Linked DNA regions of Danio rerio: region 1 is linked to region 2. A link is a contact called in public Hi-C data. All regions are on one chromosome and are shown on one strand. The core of a region is the stretch at or near the end of the contact, and the rest is flanking DNA. Distances in the headings are between cores, read along the strand shown.

Region 1 (2,840 bases), core at 119-2,618, 150 kb after region 2:
AACATTGGTATTTAATACATAATGTATCATCATTAACAGTTTCTTAATAAACAAGCTGTACACGAAAACATTCAGATAACTGACAATGAGATATTCCAGAACTACATTATTATTACTAATATATGCACATAGCTTATGTTTCTTTATCATCAAGGAATTAAACACTAGTCCTCTGCTCAGGAAGACATTGATTTGGATTGTTTGACCGATGAAAAACCACATCCGTGATACTTTAACCTTGCGGCCATTATTTCATTTCATTTATGCTGCAACACTGAAATACTGCCTACCTCGGCACACTACAGTAATAACACAGAACACAGCTTGTGTGTGTGTGTGTGTGTGTGTGTGTGTGTGTGTTTATTTCTGGAAGTCCCGTCTCTCCGCAACATGGCCGACACTATGGCTACAGCTTTACATTGTTATTGTTTCAGCCACGGCATAAACTGAGCACGTACACTCAATATAACAAACACATGTATAGAAAAAAAAGTTACATTTAATAAATCAAACACTTACGAACAGTAAGCCTACTCACCATTTGATGATGGTGACCATAAGGGATATTTGTCTCTTGAAAGAAGGCACTGAGGGCTGTCTGTGAGTGAAAGATCAGAACACAACATTACTTCACATGCCGTATTATAATAATTACAGGCTATTTTAACATCACGCTAGACTGGGGAACAGTAGGGGTTCGCTTATTTGGGAATGGCTGTAGGATTTATCCTGATCCAAACGAGAAACGAAAGCACAACATTGTATCAGTGTTGAGCTCTTTGAGTGTAATCTGTCAGCGGTCATCTTCATTGCATAATAGCATGGGAAGCTAGTACAGTGTGTCATGTGGACGGATTATAGTATTTAATCTGGAGTAAACTCTAATTGGATAGTAGCCTGTCTGTTGAGCTTTTTGCAATTTTTATACTATAAAGGTGTAGTTTTTCAAACAACAAAGCACATGCAAAGGCAATTATTATATTTAAAAAACGCTCAGTGAGGACACTAAAACACGTTTGGGTCATTGTTATCACTCTGATAATACAGAATGACACATATGCATATGTGTGCTATGCAGTGCACCACATAAACAATGCACTGGCGTAGGCATGCATAGTGTGCTCTCCGCTGCGCTTACCTCAAACTGCCAATGTGCCGCTTGCAAAAGCTGTTTCGCCTGGTCTGCGGCACATCCAGCTGTCAGGACGAACTGGTTGATCATAACTTGATGTTTGAGTTCATCCATTTTGGCTGGTGCTTGTTTCCGAGCCACGAACACTGGTGTTTTCACCCGGGACAGGATTTTCGAGATTTAGCCTCTCTCCGCTTTTCTCTTTCAGTCGTCCACCATTACAGCCGGTTGAGCAAACACAAATATTTACTGTAGGAGCGCTGGTGTGACGAGCGCCGAATGATTGACACCGCGAATCAGCCAATCAGAGCGGGGCGGGGATCATGGGAATTGTATGCGTTGGGATTCCACGTTTGTTGTGTTTCTGATGACACTATGCTAGTTTGGCGTTTATGTTGAAGCGGTAGATATACACATTACGATTTGGTTTATATAATGTCAAATGATCGATTCTTAAACTGAGAGAGGGAATATGTAGATTACACAGAAATGACAATGGCGCGTGCTGAAGTTGCTCTTTAAACAGCGAAACTGCAGGTCCCGTCATGCAACGCTTTGTTTGTTAAGTTCTAGAGGGCTGAATTTATGAATGACGGTCGTTCCCGTCCAATTCCCATTCGAGCTATGCCACTACCTTCCCAAATATGGTAAACAAATCTTCCAACACCAATTAAATCACTAGCGTCTTAACAGAGGACCTCCGATGTACTTTTAGCGCAGTCATTTCTTTTGCCCTGCTAATAGTAAGCATATGGCGACTACTTTTAGATGACGCCGCTTTTATATTTATTATTATTATTTTATTCTATTTTCACAACAGTGCGTGAATCTTTCGTTTGCGTGAATGCGTAATGTTAAAGAAAAAAGCATCACTTTAAAATACGACATCAACAAAACATTAAATCGTGGGAATTTTTGTGGTCTTTAAGATTCCAAATTTTTGGGGTCCAAATTGAGACCCCCAAATATTGTCAGGAAACCCCATCCTAAAAGTATAAAGCCCCAGTTTATACTGTGACAAAATATTATATTCCATGGGTCTAAATAGTCTGTTTTTGAAAACTATTTAGTTTTTTTAATGTTTTTTTAGCCATTATATTAATTGTTTTCAATTGTTCGCATTGCTATTATTGGTTTATTGTTTACAATTTTATTTTACCTCATTTTAATTTAACATTATTGTCATGTTGTATTAATTTTAATTATTACAATTATCATAATTATTACAATTGAACTGTTATTAAATTTAAAATAATGTTTCTTCTTACTACGGTGACGATGATTATGATTATAATTATTATGATTATTATTATTATTATTATTATTATTATTATTATTATTATACTTAGGCCCCAGCATTTAATCTGTTTACATTTTACATAACGTTCTACTTGTTATAGTATTGTTGTTTAGTTTATTTTGACATTTTAATATTAATTTCAATCGACACTGTGTAATTTATTTTAAAGTTTTTTATTTTATATTGATTATTTCTAATCATTTGTTTTATTCCTATTTATTTTTGTTTATTTAATTTCCTTTTTTACTAATGTTAATTTGTTAATAGAATGCTTGATGATATTTTTTATATGATGTTTATTTATTTATTTTACAGTTTTGTGCGTTTTGTACTTTTGCTTTAGTGCTTTTTGACTGGGACACCTATCATTTGCTGCACTGACATGTGGAATATCTAAACTGTCATGTG
Region 2 (3,080 bases), core at 507-3,006:
TAAAAGTAATCTCTCATTTTTACAGTAAAATACAGCATTTCATTAATTTATAGAGGCAATTTGTCTGTATTTTGAATTACCAACATCTACACATCTTTTGTTACACACACAGATAGACAGTTAACACATCCATATGCAGGTGGTGATGTGAATGTTACATAATGAACTAATGCTCATCACAAACAACTTTTCTCTCTAGCAGAAAAGTGTATTAGTTTATAGAAGGTGCTCAGTGTCAATCACACAGCTACTAAACACCAGAATGGTAACACGCATAAAATTAAAGTCATGAAATAAACATTGTTTATCAAGGGTAGGTGTAACATAAATTTTTAATGCGCATAACTGATGGAGAAACAACTATGAGGCAGTGGCGCAGTAGGTAGTGCTGTCGCCTCACAGCAAGAAGGTCGTTGGGTCGAACCTCTGCTCAGTTGGCGTTTCTGTGTGGAGTTTGCATGTTCTCCCTGCCTTTGCATGGGTTTCTAATATATATGTACAGTATATATATAAGGGTTGCACGGTTTACTGGTGCTATGGTAGTATCAAGATACTATGATTCCAAAAAACTGGCGGTGCCACTGTTTGTAAACGGAAGTATCATCATTAATGGTTTATCTACAATGGATAATGTTGCAATGTTGTGGAAAAGTCCCTAAAATGCTTACACGTTTGTGCAACAATAAACCATTTTATGTGAATAGTCTGTGGAGCCCTTTAAGGTTGCAAAACTGTGTAGAACTCGCACCTTTTATGGTAGCCTATTGCACGTTTTCTGATTCCTCAGTTTGAACACACATCTGAATCAGTTTATTTCTGTTCCTGTTAATATTATTTAATAGCTACAACAACTGCAACAATTTTTTAAAAAGAACGACTCGCAAAGTGAAGTTTTGAATTGCTTTGGATTGTTTCTTCATAAGACTGATAAAAATAGATAAAAACCCCAAAATAGCAACAGAAAACATTAAAACTATTTTTGACCACTTGCACCATAAAGCCTAATTTGTTGAAAAAACACTCTTTTGTAACAAGTTTTATTCGATATAATCTGAAAACATTATTTGAATGTACTTTTTGTTGGCTAGTTGTCTACAAAATAAACAAAAAGAATGAATAAAATTTGGTTGAAGTGGGGTGCAAATAATACTTTTTGGCCTTAGGGAATATATTAATTAAACTCAAGTAGGCCTATTATAACATAAAATATTCTGACATATTTCTTTATAATTTAAGTTATGAATTACAGTATAGCAATACTACTTAGTATCATGATACTTAAGCTGGTATTGTATCGTAAAATTTATTAATGGTATCACGACAACCCTAGTATATATATATATGTACTACAAATGTTGTTTAGAATTATTTTTTAATACTTATTGGCATTTTCAGCTAATAAATAAATAAACTGTATGATGTTTTTTTTAAATTCTGCAGACACATTACGAAGAGTTTAAAATAAAACACAAGTGTTTAATTTAAAATAACCAAAACAACGTTCAAACGGTAATGGCAAATCTTTTTCACATTTCAAATGTATTTATTTATTTATTTATTTATTTATTTATTTATTTATTTATTTATTTATTCCCAGAGCTGTTTATGTACATAAATAACTAAACTATAAACAAAAAAGACAGATCAATGGCGCCCCCTGATGGTGATCGACCTCTAACACCTCTGTTTGCGTCACTGAGTTCAGACGAACACACCAGCAGCGGCCATCTTACTTCCTCCAAAAAAAAAAAACTTCAGTCCCAAAGAAAAACAGAATCAACCCCAGGATACATGGGTGACCACATAAAGGACAGTTATGGAGCAATAAACCCAGGGGCTACGACGAGCGATCCTGACGCAGCAGTGGGGAACAGGGCAAGAAGCGACCATTATATGACAGTAAGAGATTTAACATGTAGCGCTGGAGTTCTTCTGCTAGCCTGTTTGCTGATGTGAGGATTGAATGTGAAACACGAATGTCATCTATCTACACTCGAGATACGCACGCGGAAATAAAAATAATTTACCAGATATAGATTTAGTATTCTCTGTTGATCTATAAATGACTTGTTTATTGCGGTATATTGGATGTTTACAGTTGCACACTAGCATGCTAACTTACAGAGTCTGTATAAACATTGAGTTATGATGTGTGTGGATCAATACTGACATGATGTTTATGGTAAGACTTGGATTTTCATATCACATTTTTCATTGTCATATACTATAGGCCCTAAGGAAGGCACTTGAATGATCTAATCATTTGTGTGAGGATAAACTATTGTTTTTCCTGTTTGTCTCATTAACTCTCGCTGAAACTGAAACTGCTTGTAAATGAGTAAACATCCTTACAGATCTGCAGTCTTCAGACAACTTCAGGTTGAACTTTATAGGAGAAACATTGTGACTATACACTCTTGGCATCTTCACCTTGTTGTCTTCAATGATGAATGTTTGAAATCATTATGTTATGAGATTTATTATCTCTCTTGTGATTTTGATTTAAAGTGAATATCTTAGAAGCAAAGCAACCAAATTCACCTGTAAAAATATACCTTTGACTTATTTCAATCTAAACATTTTAAGAAAGTTCATATTTAAACCAAGAATGTGTACTAAGTTTGAAATGTGTTTTTTTTTTTTTTTTTTTTGTAATTTGCACTTCCACTTTTTTATGATTTGGACTTTTCAGTCCAAAGTCCTCTTGGTGAGATTATTACATAATATTGCATGCTGTCCCGCCAATAAAAACTTGCATAAAACAAATTTATTTTGTTTCTTAAATATACTTATGTTGTAAATAGGCATGGGCCAGTATAAGATTCTGACGGTATGATAACTTACTTGGGTAAAAATATCTCGGTTTTGCGGTATCACGGTTTTGTGATTACTGCTCTGAAATAAGTTCTGTTTAAAACTCTGGGTAAAAAACAACATTCCCATTAAACATGGCATAATTTGTTTCAATAATTAAAATATTTTGAAACCGTAACATGTCACACTAAATAATTAAAATTAGTCATTGAATTTTGCTGACTTCATTAGTTTCAAAAACAGATTTTTTTTTAAGCTTGAAAAGG

The links. Hi-C and Micro-C count contacts between places; a contact is called where the count stands out from the background.
Region 1: a Hi-C map of hematopoietic stem cells shows a contact between it and region 2, with 1.6 times the contacts expected there. The contact joins the promoter of ubald1a here to the promoter of mrtfba in region 2. A contact is called at or near these places in 2 of 18 Hi-C or Micro-C datasets (caudal fin and hematopoietic stem cells).

Annotation. Positions count from the first base shown.
Region 1 is chr12:21,803,436-21,806,275 of GRCz12tu, forward strand. ubald1a (UBA-like domain containing 1a) reads right to left here and starts at 1,369. Exons shown (of 4, transcript NM_001002488.1): 1 at 1,139-1,369; 2 at 539-598. The coding sequence starts at 1,246.
Region 2 is chr12:21,648,521-21,651,600 of GRCz12tu, forward strand. It overlaps mrtfba (myocardin related transcription factor Ba), which reads left to right and starts at 1,757. Exons shown (of 16, transcript XM_009306704.5): 1 at 1,757-1,899.